2 separate regions of the Mus musculus genome follow, and region 1 is linked to region 2. The links are chromatin contacts, called in public promoter capture Hi-C maps. All regions are on one chromosome and are shown on one strand. Each heading gives the region's core, a stretch centred on a gene start, on an enhancer-like site or on the middle of the called end of the contact. The rest is flanking DNA. Distances are from core to core; before and after follow the strand shown. Region 1 has its middle 35 kb from the start of Camsap2. Region 2 holds the start of Camsap2 (calmodulin regulated spectrin-associated protein family, member 2).

The links. Promoter capture Hi-C pulls out the DNA fragments that hold promoters and counts their contacts.
Region 1: a contact with region 2 is called in a promoter capture Hi-C map of 3T3-L1-derived adipocytes, with 2.8 times the contacts expected there. The contact joins the enhancer-like site here to the promoter of Camsap2 in region 2. A contact is called at or near these places in 7 of 39 promoter capture datasets (the 3T3-L1 cell line, 3T3-L1-derived adipocytes, the HPC-7 cell line and 4 more), 6 of 484 Hi-C or Micro-C datasets (the N1E-115 cell line, brown adipocytes, embryonic fibroblasts and 2 more), 11 of 115 datasets of contacts at active chromatin or transcription factors (the SCID.adh cell line, astrocytes, embryonic forebrain and 6 more) and 3 of 9 other capture datasets (adipose tissue, liver and pancreatic islet).

The regions. Positions count from the first base shown.
Region 1 is chr1:136,376,755-136,384,570 of GRCm38.p6, forward strand. No RefSeq gene overlaps it. Among named protein-coding and RNA genes, the nearest start is that of Camsap2, 35 kb to the left of the region's middle. Within about 2 kb of position 3,622, at least 22 of the 459 cell types and tissues checked have an H3K27ac peak or open chromatin away from gene starts, as enhancers often do. A contact at or near this core is called in 3T3-L1-derived adipocytes, the N1E-115 cell line, adipose tissue and 3 more, where this site is marked.
Region 2 is chr1:136,342,991-136,349,765 of GRCm38.p6, forward strand. Camsap2 (calmodulin regulated spectrin-associated protein family, member 2) reads right to left here and starts at 3,114. Exons shown (of 18, transcript NM_001347109.1): 1 at 2,309-3,114. The coding sequence starts at 2,447.

The DNA of each region.
Region 1 (7,816 bases), core at 2,372-4,871, 34 kb after region 2:
GCAGTCACATGGAATGTGGAAGCCAAGCATCTAGAAAGATACTGTGCTGTGGTTGTGCTTTCGGGTAACCGCACTTCACCAACCATTAGACTCTAATGAGCAAAAGGACAAATTGATGAGACAGTTTGAAAAAAACAAAACAAAACTCCCATGTAACACTGTGTACAAAAACAGGAGAATCAGTTACAAAAACAAACAAACAAACAAAAAACAAACCTCAATTAATTAAAGATTTTATTCTCCATCCTCACAAAAGGGAAGCCATCAGCTCTGCAGGCTGACAGCTCCTTGTCACAATGATATCCACAGGGTCCACTTCTTCACCAGTGTTCACTATATCAGAAACTTGAGTCATCACTGTCTTCAAACAAAAAGAAGCCCCCCCTGCCCCTCCCCATCTCACCCCCATCACACCCCCACCTCTGCTCAGCATCGCTGCCCTGGGGCCTTACCCACTCAGGACAGCTAGCTGTCTGAGACAGTGCCCACTCAGCACAGTCGTGTGGGGCAGTACTGATTGTATAGCAGCAGGTTTTAGGTGAGACACTTCAGCTTTACCCTGGCCCTGTCATCCGGGAACTGACAGGACTCCCTGCTCAGTTCATCCCATAGCACAGGTCCAGAACTGCTTTTGTAACAGTCTCTTTTCTATGTGGAAGTCTTGTCCTGTTTGGGGTAGGAAGTATCCCCCAAAGCCTCATGTGTTAAATGTATGGTTTCCTACTTGTTAACCAATCATTGAAAGGCAATGACCTAATCAATGGATTAATCCACAGATTGGGGGATAAATAGACTGTACTGTTTGAGGTGTGGTAGGAGCTGCGGCTCGGGGCCTGACTTAGGGTAGTGGGTTACTGGAGATGTGTTCTTAGGGCTATCTGCCCATTGGCTCCGCCCACCAGTCTACCATTGCGTTCTGCCTGCCACCGGGCCACAGCAGTGAACTAGGCAACCTCACAAAAACCACGGACTCTTCCCTCCGTGCTTTCTCAAGTATTCTGTGACAGAAATGGAGAGGGAACTAAAGGAGCCCCTGACTTCAAGTTCCTGTGCGTCGTGTTTCCACTGCCACAGGTCCTGCAGTTAGCTGCTAAAGCAGATCCAATAGACCGAAGGGTGGAATAAAATTAGGACGAAATAACAAGAACCACTCTATTCCAGACCCAGTCCCTCTGTCATTAGTGTGGGTTCTTTAAATCTGGGATAACTTTGGGGGGATGCAATGCCTGTATGAAAAGCACACCATAGGTGTCAGAAAATGTGAAGTGTGATAGTTTAAAAAAAAAAGAGCAAGAGTTTCTTTTTTTACTTTATTTTATTTTATTTTTTTAGGAGTTTATAAAAGTAGGTAAGAAAGTATAGATAAAAATAGTTAGAAATATATTTAATTCATCTGAAGATTGCCTTCTGTGGTGGTTTGAATAGGTCTGGTCATGGGAAGTCCTACTATTAGGAGGTGTGGCTTTGTTGGAGGAAGTGCATCACTATGGGGGTGGACTTTGAGGTCCTATGTTGAAGCTCCTCCCAGTGCAGACCCAAGTTTCCTCCTCCCTGCCTTTGGATCAAGATGTAGCACTCTCAGGTCTTCCAATACCTCATCTGCCTTCACGTTGTCATGCTTTCCACCGTGATGATAAGGGACTGAACCTCTGAAACTGTAAACCAGCCACAATGGAATGTTTTCCTTTGTAAGAGTTGCTTTGGTCATGGTGTCTCTTCACAGCAGTAAAACCCTAACTAAGACACACCCTCCCATTTAGATTTCTATCGCCCTCTTTAACAGACCCCACCAGTAATCCTCACTCATGTGGGTGGTTACTGGAGCCCAGCTTGGCCGATATTGTTGACTGCTCAGAATCACGTGCTTGATTAGAGCTTGCTACCTCTCCTGACTACATCTCGTGAACTCTGATATCCCATGCAGCCTGCCAAGGTCTTCAGGAGAGACCCAACTCAAGGCAGGAAAGCTCAAAAGAGATGCAACACCCTCATTTTTCTTTTCATTGAGTATTTTGGCCATAGTCTCAAAAAATCCCAAATCGGAATACTCTCTAGGGTAAACTTTTCTTCTCATTAAAGAATAATCTATGAAGCAAAAGAATCTGCAAAGACACAAACAGTAAATACTATTTAGTCATAAACCTAACAGGTTAGCATCATAGAAGAGAACAGGGGTGACACTGTGTAAGAAAATCCAGGACCTCTTATCCCACTGGGCTCCTGATCTGTTAGAGTCAAAGCATGTAAAGAACAATAGTGTCCTCTAAACCCTTGGTGTCTCTGTCCACAATGAATGCAATATTACACTAAAAGCAAGCAAGAAGAAGCATAGCCAGTACAATATCCAACTGCATTGTCCCCCTTGTGGGAGAACAGTTACACTTGGGCTACCTTGCCCTATTTTTAAGCAACCGAGGGAAAGTGGGGGCCTGGTTGATGAATCTGCAGAATCAGCGAACCCAGTCAGATGCGGACAGGTGAGTTAGGTAATTTAACTGCTGGGTTGGCTTTGCTGGGTTATTTAGGGAATTAGCATGGTGAATAAAACCCACCAGATGATCTCATCTTCCCTCCTCACATATTCATCTCCAGATGAAATAGGACACTTGGCTTTCCTTGAAAACAGATGTCGGTCTTGTTACTTCAACTACCTGAGGCTGATGGAGGGCCCAGTGGGCTTCTCCTTGGGACTAGCTGAGAGTCGGGAAACAGAAAATAGGTTGTCATCATTTCTTTAACCTTTGGAGAGTGAGCGATGAGGTAAGATTTTTCTCACGTTACCCAAATCCTTGAAATGAATTACAATCGATACGTGGCCCGGCTATTCTATTCCTACAGGACTGAAATCTTCATTTCTAAACTGAAAAGAGGATAAAAGTGACAGTCCTTTGAGAAGCCTCTTAGATGAGTTATTTCCGTATCTCCCCAGAAATGATCCTGCAGAGCGCTAATTATACATAATCAGATTTACAGAGAAATATAATTAACGTCATCTTGTTTGGCTCTGCTAATATAATTAGTGATTGTGCAGAGGAAAACATACCGTTGCTCCCGTTTTTTAAAAAAATAGAGAAAGTGGCACAGACCCCTTTTAGAAACCTGGTCCATAGAACGTGGTCCAGCGGCCAGCTCGGGGCTCATTCCCAGGTCATCCAGAAGACAACTTATGGGCAATCAGCACTGAGAGGGGCCACAGGAAGTGAGGTATTGATACGGAGAAAAGAGCAAAGCCAGAATCATCAGCAACATAAACACCCACAGCAAACACTTACCCAGAATCCACCACTGGCAACAGGATGAGGAGAGCGGTGAAAAGCTAACCGTGTTGTCCTTAGGGAGCCCATGCTGAGTTACAGGCCAAGGCGTGAAGGTGAGGACCAACACAACAGACAAAGGCGACGTGCGGTGGAGACATTCTTCAAGTGACAATTGGATTGTGGCTGAAAGGTAGTTGTGGGGTAGAACAAATTGTCACATTGCCAGTCAGTCAGCAATATGATATGCGAAGAAAGCAGTATTTTTTATTATTATTTTGTTTTATGAATCCCAGCCAGCTAGCCAAGCTTTGTGAAGGATGTGGGGTTTAGACAGAGCAGGGCCCAGGAAGGCAGCCAGCAGTGCTTTCTTTCCAATAGGAGGAAATGTCACCAACACTGGGACTCACGTGTACTGTTTGGTTGGAATGGAGGGGAAAGTATTAAATAAAGTTGAAGAGTGTCTCAGGTCCAGGTGGTCAAGGACAGTTCGTGCTGGTCAAGGCAAAAGATAGTGTAGGTATAACTCCACCATTGGAGGGGCCGACACCTGAAGGGTTAGGAAGCAATTCTATTGACCACTGCCTATCAAGCATGCTCTAAATAAGATTACTACTCTCTGCTTCTTAAATTACTCTTATTGAGCAAGATCTGTAGTTCTCAGAACAATTTTAGGGTGTTCGCCTAGATCCAAGTTAAATCGGAGGATCCTTCTTCCAATGTAAACTGCTCTCAAAAGTGAGACCTATGAGTTTGGAACCAGCACTGGGTAAGAGGTCTGCTCCACCCCACCCCCAACCCATGCCACTTGTCATTCATTGCCTCCTTAGGGTTGGGGACAAGGTGGTGAGGGACGGAGGCAAAGGTCGTGGCTGTAGTTTTCTTTGGTAGCCAGTGCTTGGCAGGCATTCGAATGCTTCTGCTTCACACCGCATAGAAGACTTGCTAACCCCTTCCGTGTTCCACATAATACTGTCCCTGGCCTCTTCGACTCAGTCCTCAGATGTGTCACCCATGGCTGAGGGACTCTCCTCACCTATGCAAATGGCTCTTGGGGTGCAGGATTTCAAGGCAGACTCTTGTAGTGGCTCACCACTGTGTCTATGGAGTTCATACAGGACACTGTGTTGTTGGATGGAAAGGCTAGCAGTTCCCACTGAACCCTCTTCCTCCATGGCTAGCTAAGATCCCTGCGCTGAGGGAGGGAGGCTCTAAGCCTCTACTTTCATCTCCTGGGATCCAGTTTCCTGGAAACATTTTCTGCCCCAAGTGCTTATGTGGTCCATTGTGGTAGTGGGGCATCCAGCTTCCAGCTGGAAAATAAGATAGCAGCCCTCCCTTCTTGTAGTCAGAGCCAACGTCTAAATCAGGTCACTTGGTCCCCTTCCAAAAGAGGCAGCCTTTGATTCGGTGTGATAGAAAACATAAGGCTTCCTGCTCACAACAATTCTCTGGCTACCAAGAATCTTATTGTGGAATCTCTTCTTCCGGAAGCTGGAAATGGTGATAGCACCGATCACTCTCAGTGCCACCACGGCTGTTTCTAGGTCTTCCTTTTGGGCATAGGGGGCATTTGTTACCTATTGTCCACAGCTTTGAGGCTTAAGCTCAGGTTTTGAGGGGGAAAACACCTCCCATTCTACATCCTGTGATGAGGCTACAGGCATCTGTGGAAGGGAAGGAAGACAGGCTAGGGAGCGGGCAGATCTCTGCCGTGGATCTGGGGCCCTGGTGCTTTCCCATAGGCCTTTGCAGCGTGTCTTGAATACAGCTTTGGCTTGCTGCCTGGTTCTCTGGCTTCCTGAACTGAGTTGAGTCTTGGTCTTAGGCCTGAAAGGCTGTGGTTTTGCCTGTTGTGAACAGCATCTTTCCAATCGTATTGAGTCGAGTCAGCCTTTCTCTGAACTCTGCCTTAGGGATCACTGACATGTTTTCTTTTCTATCACTTGCTATATAATATTTTCCCAAGAAGTTTCAATGTACATCTCTTCGCCCAAATTTGGATGCTGCTACATTCTTTTCTAATGTCCATTCTTTTAAGCCCATCACACCTAGGTGCTATCCTCAGAATCAGTGTGTGGCACGTGCTCTCTGTGCAGCTAGGATGCACACCTGTACCACAGTGCAGAAAGGGATGGGCTGACTTTCTCTCAGAGGCTCCACATTCGACTTTTAAAGATGGCATGGTAATAATCCAGGCTTCCATTAATAACTGAAATAACACAGCACAAGTATATGGAAAGACAAGGCCAAGACTGCCTCTCCATGCTGCCTCCCCATGCTGCCTCTCCATGCTGTCTCTCCATGCTGCCTCCCCATGCTGTCTCTCCATGCTGCCTCCCCATGCTGCCTCTCCATGCTGCCTCTCCATGCTGCCTCTCCATGCTGCCTCCCCATGCTGCCTCTCCATGCTGCCTCTCCATGCTGCCTCAGTGTCTTTCCATTTTAGCTCCCATGTCTTGTTAAATACTCAAATACACATTCAGATGCGTTGGAGATGTGTTTGTTGGTCATCACAGGCATATATAATCATACTTCATATAGGCTTCTGAAGATTCCATACTGTGTGGCAATATTTCTTCTTTTTCTAATACTTTCTAACACTCTCCCTTCTCCTCTCTCCCTACCTTTCCCCTTCTTTCTTTTCTTGACAGGGTCTCTCTTGTTGCCCAGCATGAAACTTGCAATGCTCCTGCCTCAGCCTGCTGCATGCTGGAATGCTGGAGTGCTGGAGTGCCACATACCACTTCCAGCGTTCTTACAGGTGTTCCTGTTCAAATATGTACAGCCTAACTTAGTTTTTCACCTGTCAGAGCATCATAAGTACCTCTGAAAATAGTAAAAGTGGATCTATAATGTCTTTAACTTCTTCTTTGTAACAATAAGAGAGGGTCTTATTGTTAGCCCAGGCTGGCTTTGAACTCATTATAAGTCTTCTATCTCAACGTCCCAAATGTTGGAATTTCAGACATGAGCCAGCATGCCTGGTTCTAATAACTCTTTATGTTTTCTCCATGTCTTTGTTTCTCTCATACATAGACACACATGCATACACGCACACACAGAATTTCCCGAGAGTTAATGTCACATATCCTAGGCATGCTCATTTGGTTTTGCCTGTTTACCTATAGTCTGTCCATCCACTATCATCTCTAGCGTCAATCTATCTTTCTCTATCATTTACTTTTCCTTCTCTATTCTTCTGTTCCCCTCACTTACCCCGCCCCCTTCTTGGGCAGAGAATTTGTATATACAGCCTGAAATAGTTCTGTTTTCCTCCAGATTTATAACCATGAACAGATATGTAGATTAAAAATGACTGATAATTTATAAAAACTGGATTATATTTTACAAAATATTAATGTGTGTGCATGTGTGCACAAGTTAGCGTAGGTTTGTTTATGTGGGTGCATTGTGTCTGTGGATTTACGTGTGTGTGTGTGTGTGTGTGTGTGTGTGTGTGTGTGAAGGTCAGAGGCCAACCTTACATGCTGTTCCTCAGAAGCCAGCCACCTTGTTTTCTGAGACAGAGTCTCTTTGAGCCCTAAAGTGGACCAAATGGCATTACACAGAGATCCCAGGACTTTTCTTTCTAGGCAACAGATTTCCAGAAAGATTACCATGTTCATTGAAGCCATGTGTGTGGCTTTAAGTAGACAGTAATGGATCCCTATCCAAAGAACTCAAAAAAGATACTTAATGGCTATCTTTTTCTTCCTACTTCCAAACAACATGGTCACTGTTGTTCTTTTTACAGTCTAATGGACAAAATAGTATAGTTTATTGTTTTAAGGTTTATTTTCCTAATACCAGCAAGTGTGACCATATTTACCTGTGGTCCATGGCATTTATGACTCTTCTGGAGATGGTATGGTCTCTGACCAGTTTAGGATATGCGTGGACTCCTTTTCTGTTAGAGATCTACGCGTAGTGTAGAGAATATACCTATGCTGTCAGGGACTGTAAGTGTTTGCCTGATTCATTGTTTGACCATTTTGGTGCGGGCTCCTTTCCCTTTATTGCTGTTCTTTATGTATGTAGATGCTTGTCCTTTCTTGTAAGTATTGAGAGCTTCTGCTTGCTTCTCTCTCTCTCTCTCTCTCTCTCTCTCTCTCTCTCTCTCTCTCTCTCTCTCTCTCCTCTTGGTTTCTTTTAACTTGGGGTTTTCATGTGCAGACACTATGCTCTCCTGTTGTAATCACTGAGAATATTTCCTGCTCTATTTCTTTCTTTCTGTCTGTCTGTCTGTCTGTCTTTCTTTCTCTATTTTTTTGCTAACTTTTTTTGAATCTTTTGTTTGCAGTTTGCTGTTCAAAAGTTTTACATCTTTATGTTGTCAAATGTGACTTTAAAAAGAAAAATTAGCGTCTATGTTTTCTACCTTAGTTGAAAGACATGCTTTGAGTTCGTGTCTTGTAGTCTAATGTTTTGGGAGAGGTTTTTTTTAGATTTATTCATTTTATTTTTTGTATCAGTGTTTTGCCTGTATGCACCTCTGCTGGTTGAAATCAGAACAGGTCAGAGTCCCTGGAACTAGAGTTCTGGATGGTGGTGAGTCACTG
Region 2 (6,775 bases), core at 1,864-4,363:
GTTAACATTTTGAATAAAACAATTTGAAATACTTGTTTATTAACTTTGTTGTGTGTATGTGGCAAATAAAAATCCATCAAAAAATATATTTTAAAAAAGCTTAACCTTTTTTTCTATTTACTCTATGTAAATAATACGTAAGTTTATGTTACATGTTTTAAAGATTGCCAAAGGGTGCTGGAGGGAATGCTCAGTGGTTAAGAACACTGACTACTCTCACAGAGGACCAGGGCTCAATTCACAGCATCCACATGGCAGCTCACAACTGTACCGTCCGGTCCAGGAGATCCCACACCCTCCCTCAGACACACATACAAGGCAAAACACCAATACACATAAAATAAAAGTAAATCATTTAAAAAAAAAAAAAAGACTATCAGTAAAGCAAAGCAAACGTGGAACATGGTGGCATACATTTCTAATCCTAGCACTAAGGCAGAGGATTGCTTTGAGTTTGAGGCCAGTTTGGACTTTATATCAAGTACCAGGTCAGCTGAACACACAAGTGAGACCCTCTCAGAAAACAGACGCGCGCGCGCACACACGCACACACACATGCACACACACACACACACACACACACAGCCATTTTAAAGACTGTTTCAATTTGTAAGTCACTCTCTTGAGGACTTACTTAGATCTTTTCTCCAGGCCAATTGCTGCCCTGGCTCCCTCCTGCTTTAATGCAAAGCACACTGCCATCAGAGTGGATCCTAACTTAAAACAATGCCAAGGGCCACAGAGGGCCTGGAAGAAGTCGGATCCCACTGACAGTACACACCTTTACTTTCTTTCTTCTCAAGTGTGTTCAAGCACACCAGACTCCAGTGACCAGCCTGACACACATCCAGAAAGCAGGGCGTTTCTGCTCAGAAGCCTCTGTGAGAATGAACAGCAATACATTCACCTCTGCACTTTAAGCGCCCTCTCCGTCTCAGATGGTAAGAAAATGCCTTTGGGCTCCTCTGTCTTCCAGCTTCCACACAGGAAACCGTGTCAATTTCCCTGTTCTCTAGATACTTAGAGCGCCCCAGTTGTTCTCCAAATGGATAGTTAGGATACTGCTATCCTAATTCTTCATATCGAAATTTTAAAAAGTATTATCTGTGCTTCCTATTATTGTTTTCCATTTAAAATTTAAGCTAGTTCAAAAAACCATTCATTCCTGATGTCAGCTCTCTATCAAAGTATAGGAAAATAAAATTAAGACAGACATAAACATAAAAATTTCTTCTAAATGACTACAAATACTTTTACTGACGGGGGGGGGGGGGGAATTCATCTAGTCTTTAGCCTAGATATACAAGCTCTGTAAACACTTGCCTATGTATACAGTTAAACAATAAAGCTGGATTAAACCACTTAGCCACATATTTTCACAGTCCTAAAACAAGAAATCAGTCATCCCCCACAAACAACCCAGAGACAATTTTGCAAGCATGAAGGAACTTCTCTATTTTTTTTAAAGCATTCCACAACAAGGGCTCCTAAAGCAAGAGCTGAGGAATTACAGCAGGAGGTCCCTTTCCTGTTATTCTGCGAAGGCTGGGTCAGAGAGAGAGTGTTTAATTACTGCTGTACTACAGGATTTCTATGTCAACAACACATCCCTGCCCCAAGCCCCCCCAAAAAACCACTTCTACTTCAAAAAAGAAAAATTCAAAGGAAGGAGGGGTTGTTTATCTGATTTTATGACGTCAAAATACATTTGGAAAAGGAAATATGCCTCAGTGACATTAAGTGAAAAAGCACTATCCAGTCAGAAAACTAAAAGTGGTTTTAATGGGTGGCTTAACGAGAATTTGGAATGTGTATGAAAGGCTGTGAGAGGAGTAAGGAACGCCTACAAAAGATACTGCACTTCAACACTGACCACCTTTCATCCTACATAGCCTGACTAGCAACCACCATTACAAATGTCAAGATCAATATAGTACCCCACCTTCTTCCAGTAATAAGCTCAGATTTCTTGGTATGGTAACCACAATTATGACCGAAAGGGAAACGTATGCAAGATAATAAGGAAAACACCACACATTAGAGCCATTTTGGGAAAACACGATAATTTGCTCGCGGAATTTAGACACACGCTATTCAATAAAAGGAACCCGGTCAACCCCTCCCGCGTCAGTCAAGGGCACCTCATTTAAGACCAAACCTGCCTTCTTTCTTTCTCCTAGAGCTCGTCTCCCGTCATCTCCCTAAACCTGTACCGGAAGATACACATGGGGGAGGGGGCTGGAATCAGGAACAAAAACTGGGATGTGGACAGCATCGGGAGGAAGAGGAAAGGGACGACACCACTTACCTGTCCCAAAGGCTTTGGCCACCAGCCAGGCCAGATTGCAGGCGATTTTGGCCCTGGAGAAGTCATAGTGGTCAAAGGGTTTGATGGCTGGAACAATGAACGTCCTTCTCATCTCCCGCGGGTCTGCAGCATCCCCCATCTTTCACGGCGGCTGGTTGGGATGGAGGGACGACGGCCTTCACATGGTGTGGCGGAGAGAGGAGTTCAGATCGTCCGCGCCGGTCGCGGCCCTCCCGGGCGCCGGGCACGGAAAAGCTCAGCTGTGCTCGTCGCGAGTCCGCCGCCCGCGGGAGCCGCCGCGGCCCCGGGCATAGACGTGAGGCGGCACCCGGCCGCGCTCGCTCCGGCCCGGGTCTGCCCCTCCGCCTCCCCTTTGTCTCCGTTTAGTCACACGGGCTCGCAGGAGGGTGGCGGCTGAGAGGGCCCGGAATGCTCGGGCGGGGGCAGCCTGGACGATCACGTCGCGGACAGTGTCCCCGCCATGGCGGAGCGCGCACGCCCCGCCTCACTCACGGCCGCCCCTCGGGCCGCGGGACCCGCCGCGGAAAACGTCAGAATCGCTGCAGCGCGCGAGCCGCCCGCGGCCCGGCGCTTCTCCGGCGCTCCGATCGCCGCCGCCCGCCTCCTCGGCGCAGCTCAGGGCCAAGGCAGCGGCCTGGGGGAGGCCGCAAATCAAATCACGGGCCCTCGGCTCCTGCCTTATCGGGCTTGTCCTCGTATTTTCCGCTACCCCTCCCGTGGCCGGACGCCTCGCTCCCCTTCAGCCGCCGCCGCCGCCGTCGCTGCGGTTTTCCGGCTGCGGCACTGGATGGAAAGAGCAGATGGGAACACTGAGCATGCGCCTGGCGCGCCCGGCCCCGCCCCCGCCGCTGTCTTGCGCCGCCATGCGCACTGAGCATGCCCAGCCTCGCTGCCGCCCGCGATGGGCTCCGCGCCCCTATCCATTAATCAGCACAGTGCCCGCTGGATTGGACGTTCTGTACATCCGCAGCTTTGGGCTGCTGCCGCCGACACTGCTGGACGAGGGAAGGAAAGAAAGGGAGAGGAGAGGCTTTTCTCCTCCCGCTACACGTGGTTCAGCCAAGAGAATTGATATTTGTTTCAAATGCTGCTTATGTCACACGCGTATTGCTGAGAATTTGCCTTGCACACCCATTTAATCCTTGCAGTAACCCTGAGAGAGGTGATACAGCTGGTTGACCACGAAATTATGGAGGGATGCAGTAACTTAAGTCACCCATGGGGTTTAACCAGGGTTGAAGGTCAGGTTTAAACTCTCCAAAGCTGTATACATTTCACGTCATGACGTTTTAACTTGATACTCCCCACTTAAGTTTTCTAAGTGAAGGATCCGGTTTTTTGGTACCTTCTGTTTCCTCGTAGAAAGAAACATAAACCCTTCCACAAAGAACATCCACAATTATGATTTGTCGCAGTTCGTCTTGCCAGAACTCTCTCCGTTCCCCCACATGGGTATGCTTTCTCAGAGCTGTGCGCTGCCTGTCTCTGTGGTCTCTGTCCACAGTAGTCACTCCCTCCAGAAAGCCTTCCCTGATACTGCCAACTTCCCGTGCAGAACTGATTCCAGAGCAATGTATGTCCTTTATGTCATAACTTGTCACACTGCATTCCAACCACCAACTGTCTTTAGCTTTCAAGCTGACTTGCCTTGTCTCTGACACCTATATGATGCTAAACCTCACAGTAGTTGCTCTATCAATGTCTAGGGTCAAAGGGAGAATGTTACTGTAGTTAACACCGAGTTTGGTTAACTTTCTAATTCCCCACTTCTTGTTTTAACACATCTGATTTTAATTTATGTAATCCTGGGTGGTTTTCATTTTACAGATGAGAGAGCTAAGAGTCAGAAAAGCCTCTTAAATTGCAGATATAGTAAAGGCATAGTCACAGTCTGAACCCAGAACTATCTTACTTTGTACGACTAGGGCCTCCCTATTATCATCAGCCGTTAAGATGGGAGACATATGAAACATGAGGGGAGGCGTTTTGATCCCTACTATCGAAAAGGGCAGCTCCAGGAGCAAGCCCCTCCCTTTTGATTTCTGTTTAATCCCCAGAAACACTCCTCCTTGAACCCAATAAGGCATTACAGATAAGCCCCACTAACAATGCCAAGCAGGAAAAAAGGCACTAGAAATAATATGCCATTGGGTGATTGGCATATTTTTTTAGTAATTCAATTAATATTAATAGGGTTTTTCTCATGGGCAAGCCCCTTTGAAAAATTAATGTATTAACTGGTTTGTCAAAGCACATTCAAATGGTAACTAGTTTCCATATTTATTTGATGAACTAAGCACTAATTGTCTTCCTGTTCTAGATGTAGGACTGAGGATCATAGAGACCAGGTGCCGTGACCAAGATTTCTCCTTCCATTTGTATTGGAGTCTGGCTTCAAACTCAAACCCAGGTCTTCTGTCTCCACTCCTTGGGTACTCTTCTGGGTTCCTGCTCCCTCTCTGAATAGGGGCTAGCACATATACAAATAAAGAGAACATATCATAAATATGGTACATGCTGTAAAAGACAAAAAAAATAATCACAGCAAAAATATATGGGTAGGGATACTTGGAAGATGTCTTAGAGACTGCTGTCCAATATAATGTTCTTGAATCCAACTTCAACAGGATTCCAGCACATACATACCAAGTTAAGAGAAATCTATGGGCTAGAAAAATTAGAAAGTGATACTGAAATATTATGTCTGTTATGTGAATCCACAAGCAAATGCAAGATTCTCGAAGGCAGCAATCAGGCTTTGTGTTACCTGTGCTCTAGCCCAGCACTGTGCTCAGGCAGCATTCTCCACAAATATGTGTCAAATCTCATTGAAAACTGTTTCAACCTCAATAGACTACATGAGGAAGAGAAGAGACAAAGGCAGTTGCTCTGGCTTGTCCCTTGATAGGACGACACAACGGTGAAGCTTTAGTGAGGATAGCATTACTATGACCCCAATTGGGAAGGAGTGTGTTTAGCAATGAGGAGGGAGGGCAGCTTGGGAACAATGAGCAGCTTTTACTCTGAGGGAGGCTGTGAAACAACTTGGGGTCATAGTTGGAGCCTGTTATTAACAGGGAAACACCCTGAGTACAAAGAGGGAGGATTCATTTTCAGGGCGGCAGACACTCTAATAGGGTGTTCTTTGTGACACCTTCAGAATGATCCCTTTTAAGGCTAGAAGTCTCTGTGGACTATCGCTGTCGAGAAGAAATGTTCTCCTCTACCTTCTGAAGACAACTGACTTTGTTTGAAGCAAAAACCAAAGCCAGGCGATTCTTTGGGCCTGCTCTTCCAGCTGCACAGATGCCTTCTGCTTTTTACCTCCAGGTCTGGGGTGTCAGTCCTCCTAGGCTCTGATTCCCATGCACACACAGCTCCCTTCTCTATCTTGCTCCCTTCCCAGTTTCCTGGAAATCCTGAAACGCCAAGCAGACTTCTTTCCTTGTAGTCATCATCAAGCTCTGTCTTTGAATAGATGTAGAAGTGTATTCATTCACTCATCAGCCCCTACTGATGGAGCTCCCAAGTGCTGAGGAGTCCATATTGAACAAGACAGCTGAAGAAGCGGCTTCCTAAACTGGGCACGCTGGCACAGGCTCACAATTCCAGCACTGCACTTAGGAGATTAAGACAGAAAGACCAGGAGTTCAATACCATCCTAGGCTACATAACAAGTACAAGACCAGCCTGAGCTACATGAGACCCATCTCAGAAACAAGAAAAACAAAAAGGAAAAGAAAGAAAACAAGGAGGAGACAATGACACCAAAATTTTTTGTTTGCTTGTTTTGGTTATTCAAGACAGGGTTTCTCTGTGTGGCTCTGCCTATTCCGGCACTCACTCTGTAGGCCAGACTGGCCTCGAACTCACAGAGATTTCCCCTGCCTTTGCTTCTTGAGTGCTGGATCTAAAGGCATGCACCACCACCACCTGGCTGACACCAAATTCTTAATGGAAACATGGAGCCTGTAGGATCTAACAGCCTGGCTTTCTTCATTGCCAGGTCTGTGTCACCAGAGGTTAACAGCCTTGTTATTTACCCCACAGAAAACCTCACTGTAGTCTCACTCAGTTGACTTCCTAGCACATAAGAAGCTCTGGATTTGACCTTCAGCATTGGATCTGGGGGAGCACAGCAGGAATCCCAGCCCTTGGGAAGTGTAGATAGGAAGATCAGGTGTTCAAGACTATCCTGGGAGAGGTATGAGGTTAAGACCAGCCAGGGTCACACAAGATCTTTCTCTTCAAAAAGAAAGGAGAGGGTGGGAGAGGGCAAGAAGGAGGGGAGAGGAAGAGTCAAAGAGACAGAGAGAGACAGAGAGGAGAGGGAGAAATATTTTAAATCATGAGAGAGAGAGAGAGAGAGAGAGAGAGAGAGAGAGAGATCTCAATCAGATCCATATATCCGTTCATAGTTACAGAGAAGCAGCTACTGGGCACGTG